Linked DNA regions of Sus scrofa: region 1 is linked to region 2. A link is a contact called in public HiChIP or PLAC-seq data. All regions are on one chromosome and are shown on one strand. Each heading gives the region's core, a stretch centred on a gene start, on an enhancer-like site or on the middle of the called end of the contact. The rest is flanking DNA. Distances are from core to core; before and after follow the strand shown.

Region 1 (3,843 bases), core at 826-3,325, 46 kb before region 2:
CCGCCAGAGCTCAGCCGGGGACCAGGTGAACAGGACACTAGAGGAGCACGAAGTGAAGCGGGGAGGGGGACTCCAGGTGACATGAGGCTGAGGGGATGGGCAGGGCTGTGACGTCACGGAGCTGGCGTTTGCTCGCAAAGCGGGGTCAGTCAGAAAAGGGGTTCAGCCCTAGGACGTGAGGCAGAGGAAACTCAGTCCTGGGGGGCCTTGTGTAGCCCGGCCGAGCCCAGCCGCTGGGCCGGCCCCGACTCCTCCCCTCCGGGCGCGGCCTCCACCTAAGTCTCCCGCCTCCCTCACCTGCCGCCGCCGCCGTAGTTGCTGCTGCCGCCTGCCGGTCCTCTAGCTTCGACAAAGAGCCGCCTACCCTATCGCCCTTCCGCTTCCTGCGGAAGAAATGACGCTCTAGCCGCCAGACCCGGAACTATACTCTATGGCTCACGAAGCACTTGCGCGATTAGCCGCAGGAAGTTCCCAGCAGGCTTTGCGTGTCACCATGGCAACCGGACCCAACAGCACAGCAAAGAGCCCCAAGCGCGGGACGTAGCAAATGTAGCCCTTTCGGACGATGAGCGGAACTGTTTGCCCACACGCCGGCGAAATCAACTTGAAAGCGGTCCCTGACGTGTGTAACGCCCTTTCCAGGAAATAAGAGCCACCCAACACTCCAGCAACTCCCAGGGTCCAGAACCAGTCGGCCAGGGGCGGGGCCCGCACCCCCGACTCAGTGTAGATATTCTCTAAAGCGAGTACTCATACAGAACACCCCAGCCAATGAACCATAAAAACCACATCAACAGACAAGATGACTTTTTTTCTTCAGCTAAAACAGCAGATAATTTATTGTACACGTGTTACATTCAGCCACAACTGAGAACAGAACTAGTCCAGAAAGTCACAGGTCCAGGGCAAAAAACCAAAAGGGACCATTTTGATATGAGCAAGGTGGGTCTCAGAGTGGTCCAGGCGATCAGAACGGCGAAAAGTTGTTATAGATCCATTGAGACAAGTTCTAGACAGAAGGCATGCAGTCCAACAAATTGTACCAACGTCCCTGGCCTCTGGGATTTCGTTTCTGCTCCTGTGGCTTCCACGGTGTACAAGTTTACTTGGACCTCTGCCTCATCTTTCTTCTTTTGCGCTTCAGCCTGAAAACCAGACACGAGAATGCACCTCCTGCCCACAAACCCAATCTTCTTTCCCTCCCATCTAAAATGTGCATACCATACAAGGGGTGGGTAAAAAAAATCAACGAACACTACGGTTCTATCCTCTTGTGTCCAATCCCTGGTTTTGCCAAGTCAATGCTCATGTTTTTCATCTTAAGCTGTTTAGATTTCTAAACCAAATGTTCCTCCCAAGCTTCGCCCAAGGTGTGCTCCAGTTCCCCCACCCTGTACTTGCAGTCTCAGCATACCTGCGCATTCGCTTCTTCCTCCACTGTCAACCGATCACAACCAGAAGCAGAGAATAAAACGAGATATCATTAGTTGTAGCAACGAGTTTAGGGAGGAATATAAATAGTGTAATTTTTAACCAGACAGGTTTAACCACTTAGGAGGACTTAGTCGCAGTAATCACATCAACAACTTGGACTCCCACCCGGATCCCCGCTGTAAAACCCCAATCCCGCATGCGCTATCCTATTCCCGCTCTCCACCCCCACTTAACTCCCAGCTTCTGCTTCTCCCCAAACTATCCTCCCTGTCCCACCAGCTCTTGGGCACCCTTGAGAACCTAGCGATCCGAGAACGATGGCGGACTTCCCTTGCCTGGGTCTCCCCTGCAACTGCCAATTCTTAGAGCCTCAGCTCACTAACGGGGACTGCTTACCTTCGCTCTCATGGCGCGGAGGTTTCTACGGGTAAAGAAAAAAAGTCTACAGTTAGTTCGCTGTAATGATGGCAATCGCAGAGATCAGATGTTTACGGATTGTACTCGGAACCGGAGAGAGCCCAAACCGAGACTCACCTCAGAAGATGGCGCTAAGGCCGAGAGAGCGCTAGGGGCCCGCCTACGGATATTTAATGCAATGCTCGGTGTCGTCACTTCCGTGGTCTCGCCCTGCCCCCAGGGGCGGGGCTGCGGGAGGGTAATAACAATAGCTTTTGGCCCTTTGGGTTCGTGGTAAGTGTTTGAGTTGGGACAGTTCTCTTGGAAAATAGACTATTTTGAGTGTGAGTTACAAAATTTCCCTTCCCCAGGTTTTATTATAAGGATACTATATTATTTAAATATGAGCATGTATTTCCAGTAAGAGACCCAGAAGTGCAGAAAAGCGTAGGTTAGTGACTTCCGTCTTCCCTCTCATTGCTTCATGGGAGTTGCAGTTTCCCGGCGACACCCTCCATTTTACTGTGGATAGATGCAGAGTTTACAAAAACTGGTTTGCCTTATGTTCTGAACCTAAGTTGCTGCAGGGAGATTCTATTTCGGAACTTCCAAAGGTTCTAAGATTCCAGAACGTGGAAGGATGTAAAGTGGGGAGTCGAGAAAGCTTGTCATACTACAGAGACCTTTGGCACTATTTAAGATAGATCAACTCTTTTTCTAGCCAACTCCAACGCCTGAGGCAGAATGTCACTAGATTCCTGGCCACAAAGCATCTGGCTTAGAATATACTTAAGTGATTCTCCCTCTACACAACGTGAAGATCAAATCAAAGAACAGAAGGGAAGCTAGCTAGGATCGGCTAGACATTTCTTTAGGACAAGAATGGTATTTGATGGTAAGATAACTTGCCAGTCTCCTCGTATGATTGGGTCAGAAGCACCCAGAAAAAGACTCCCAAAGATTTGGTTACAGGAAACTTGAGTTAGGATGAAAGGGAACCTTTAATCATGCAGACTTCGCCTTATTCACTGTAAAATACAGTAAAGGCTTATTATAATCCTTTTTTTTTAGTGGTTTCCTTTTATAACCTTTCCCCTTTTTAGCTCTGGAAAAAAAAATATCTAAATTTAGGACCCTTGTTCCAAGTGCTTAGGTGGTTTTAGTATTATCTCCATCAGAATGTAAGTTTTTGGTTTTTTGGCCCCGCCCACTGCATGCAAAAGTTGAAGTTCCTAGGCCAGGCAGGCCACAGCAGCGACCTGAGCCACTGCAGTGACAACGCCAGATCCTTAACCCACTGCACCACCAGGGGAGCTCCTAGAATGGAATAAGTTTTTGAAAACAAAAATAAAAACCCTAAGAGTTCCTGCCCCAGTGCAGTGGGTTAAGAATCCAACAGCGGGAGTTCCTGTCGTGGCGCAGTGGTTAACGAATCCGAGTAGGAACCATGAGGTTGCGGGTTCGGTCCCTGCCCTTGCTCAGTGGGTTAACGATCCGGCGTTGCTGTGAGCTGTGGTGTAGGTCGCAGACGCAGCTCGGATCCTGCGTTGCTGTGGCTCTGGCGTAGGCTGGCAGCTACAGCTCCGATTAGACCCCTAGCCTTGGAACCTCCGTATGCTGCAGGAGCCGCCCAAGAAGTGGCAAAAAGACAAAAAAAAAAAAAAAAAAGCAACAGCAGATCAGGTTGCTGCAAAGATCCAGGTTCCATCCCTGGGTGAGGATTAAAGGATCCAGAATTGCTGCAGCTGTGGCTTGGAATCAATCCCTGGCCCAGGAATTTATATATGCCGCTGGTGCATGCATTAAAAAAAAAAAAAAGTTTCCTCTGTGGCACAGTGGGATTGGTGGCGTCTTGGGAGAGCTGGGATGCAGGTTCAAGCCCTGGCCCAGCACAAGGGATAAAGGATCCCGAGTTACAGCGGCTGTGGCTTGGGTCTTAGGTCTATAGTGCAGCTTGGATCTGATCCCTGGCCCAGGAACTCTGCATGCCCTGGGGCAGCCAAAAATGGGAAG
Region 2 (3,375 bases), core at 27-2,526:
CACTGCACCACGACGGGAACTCCCTCATATTGTTTGATTTCTCCTCCACACACCTTTTTTATCCTCTTTCAGTCATACAAACGGCTGTGACCTATGCGAGAGCTGCAACAATGCTGGATCCTTAACCTACCTCGCCGGGCCTGGGACAAGCCAGATCATTAACCCACGGTGCCACAGCAGGAATTCCTGTTTGATCCTATTTATATAAATTATCCAGAATAGGAAAATGCATAAAAACAGAAGGACTGGGGTTGCCAAGGAGAGGGATAGGAGGGTACAGGGAGTAACTGCCTAATGGATATGGCATTTGATTTGAGGGTGATTAAAATGTTTTAGAGGTGGTGGTTGCACAGCACTATTAATACACTGAATGACACTGATCATTAATTTTTTTTCTTGTGAATTTCTTTTCCTGTCTTTTTAAAACTTTTTAAAAATTGTATTTATTTATCTATTTATTTTGTCTTTCAGGGCCACACCAGCGGGATATGGGAGTTCCCAGGCTAGGGGTCAGATTGGAGCTGTAGCCACCTGCCTATGCCACAGCCACGCCAGAACCTTAACCCACTGAACGAAGCCAGGGATTGAACCCATAGCCTCATGGATACTCATCAAGTTTGTTACTGCTGAGCCACAACAGAACTCCCTGATTTTTGTATTGGGGTAATGTTGGCCCCATAGAATGAGTTAGGCATTTTTCTCTCTCCTATTCCTTCCTTCTCTTCTTAAGAGTTTGAGAAGGACTGATAACAGCTTTTTTTTTTTCTTTTTTGACTGTGCCTATGGCATACAGAAGTTCCTGAGCCAGGGATAGAACCCAAGCCACAGCAGTGACAACACCAGATCCTTAACTGCTAGGCCACTAGACGGGAACGCCTTGTGTCAGTTTTTTAAATGTTTGGTAGATTTCAGAGTTCCCATAGTGGCTCAATGGTTAAGGAATCTGACTAACATCCATGAGGACGTGGGTTTGATCCCTGGCCTTGCTCAGTGGATTAAGGATCCAATGTTGCCGTGAGCTGTGGTGCAGGTTGCAGAAGCGGCTCAGATCTGACGTCATTGTGGCTGTGGTGTAGCCTAATGGCTACAGCTCTGATTCAACCCCTAGCCTGGGAAACCTCCATATGCTGTGGGTGTGGCCCTAAAAAGGCAATTTAAAAAAAAAAAAAAAAAGAACTGGCCAGGGGAAATTCCTGTTGTGGCTCAGCAGTAATAAGCCCAACCAGTATCCATGAGGAAGTGGGTTGTTCCCTGGCCTCCCTCAGCGTGTCAAGGATCTGGCGTTGCTATGAGCTGGGGCATAGGGCAGCAGCTGCAGCTCTGATTCAACCCCTAGCCTGGGAGCTCCCTAGAGTGTGGCCCTAAAAAGCAAAAACAAAACAAAACAAAACAAAACGGCCAGGGATTTGATCACATATGGAGGCTTTTAATTTTTTTTTTTTTTTGTCTTTTTGTCTTTTTAGGGCCGCACCCACGGCAAATGGAGGTTCCCAGGCTAGGGATATAATCGGAGCTATAGCCACCAGCCTACGCCAGAGCCACATCAATGTAGGATCCAAGCCAAGTCTGCGACCTACACCACAGTTCTCGGCAACACCAGACCCTTAACCCACTGAGTGAGGCCAGGGATCAAACCCGCAGCCCCATGGTTCCTAGTTGGATTCGTTTCCACTGGGCCTCCACGGGAACTTCCTTGTTTGTTTGTTTCTTTTGATGACTTTAACAAGACAAATTTTTCTCAAGGGGTGGGAATTCAACCTGATTTATGGTGGATTGAAGAGAGAACTGGAGAAACTATCAAAGATTACCAAGTTTCTATGAGAAGAATTGAAGAGCCAAACCTGAATAGAATCCCAAGGTAACCATCCCTGTGTCATTAAGGTAATAACCACCATGGATTGGGGCACATTAAACAGAATTAAACCATGAGTTCATAATGTTCCTTCAAGAAATATAAATTAGTCATCAGTGGAAGATAATAGGGAACAAACCCATTATTTCGAAAACACTTGATAAAGTTTCAAACATTTATTTTGCATTTGCTTTTTTTTTTTTTTTTTTTTGTCTTTTGGCATTATGGAGGTTCCCAGGCTAGGGGTCCAATCAGAGCTACAGCTGCTGGCCTATGCCAGGGCCACAGCAACGCCGGATCCAAGCCATGTCTGCGACCTACACCATAGCTCATGGAAACGCTGGGTCCTCAACCCACTGAGCGAGGCCAGGGATTGAACCCGCAACCCCATGGTTCCTAGTCGGATTCATTAACCACTGAGCCACAATGGGAACTCCTTTATTTTATTTTTTATTTTTTTATTCTGCCTTTCCTATATGAACCATGCATCAGAGTAACCCACTGAGGGGAGTTTTCTCATGATAAGAATATGCCAGGTCCCCTCTCTTCCCACCTGCTGCCAGTCAGAGCTGACCAGGGCCTGGAGAGAGCTCCTGCCTGCCAGCCTGTGCCTGTGCTCCAAGGGCCTCACCCACACCTCCAGGAGGGCACTTTTTTACTCCAGCCACCTGGAGTAGCTCCAAGTGCCCCACCTGCTGTTCTGACAAGTGCCTTGGGCTTCTCCCTGGCCTGAAGGAGCTGGGCATCCAGGTGGGGGTAGGGTGGGTGAGGGGTGGCATTCTGCAGTCACTTGGGGTTCCCTGCCAAGTGAATGAGGCTGCAGGGCCTTCCCTGAGGTTCCTCTCCTCCTCACTCAGGTTCTTTTGCCCTGAGTCCCCTGCTTGCCCTGGGAGTGGGCAGCCCCCTGCTCACTGCTGTACAGTCTGCTCCCTCTTGGGTGTGGGGTCACAACCCCATGTCAGTGCCTCTGGGTCACGTTCCAGACAGCTGAGGGACAGGGCAGGTGCCCACCCCTAGGGGCTGTGGGGCCACACTTCCCTGTCAGTGCTCCCAGTCCCTTAGCTGCAGGGAGAGGCTTGGCACAACCAACACCACCCAGCTCTGTGTAAATATCCCGCCACCACTGGGAGTTGGGGGTGCACCCACAGCCCCCAGACTGTTCTAAATATATTATAAAGCCTTGGGGGAAGACATACAGCACCCTCGATTCTGTTAGACTAATTTTGGAGATGGAATATTTTTCTCATCCATGAAAAAAAAAAAGAATATGCCAACTAATAAAGGAAGACAGGATAAGAATTAGAATATCACCATTTTGCAACTCCTAATGGATGTATGGATTTAAGCTTCGAGCGATAATAGTTGTAACACCTCAAAAAAGCAATGACCAGATATTATACAGCTCCTGATGGAAGAACAGATCATCATCTAGGGAGTTTTAGAAAAAAATCAAATATGAATCTGATCAGCCTTTCAATCCAACACCAATTTACAGAAAATTCATAGGACAAGGAAAGATACCA

Evidence for each region. HiChIP or PLAC-seq counts read pairs in DNA pulled down with a chosen protein or histone mark.
Region 1: an H3K27ac HiChIP or PLAC-seq map of alveolar macrophages shows a contact between it and region 2. The contact joins the promoter of ZC3H10 here to the enhancer-like site in region 2. A contact is called at or near these places in 2 of 5 promoter capture datasets (fetal skeletal muscle and liver), 16 of 47 Hi-C or Micro-C datasets (adipose tissue, alveolar macrophages, blood and 10 more) and 2 of 2 datasets of contacts at active chromatin or transcription factors (alveolar macrophages and skeletal muscle).

Annotation. Positions count from the first base shown.
Region 1 is chr5:21,504,742-21,508,584 of Sscrofa11.1, reverse strand. ZC3H10 (zinc finger CCCH domain-containing protein 10) reads right to left here and starts at 2,075. Exons shown (of 6, transcript XM_003126269.6): 1 at 1,969-2,075; 2 at 1,831-1,855; 3 at 1,415-1,437; 4 at 298-1,145.
Region 2 is chr5:21,458,337-21,461,711 of Sscrofa11.1, reverse strand. No RefSeq gene overlaps it. Among named protein-coding and RNA genes, the nearest start is that of ERBB3, 14 kb to the left of the region's middle. Within about 2 kb of position 1,276, at least 7 of the 83 cell types and tissues checked have an H3K27ac peak or open chromatin away from gene starts, as enhancers often do. A contact at or near this core is called in alveolar macrophages, where this site is marked.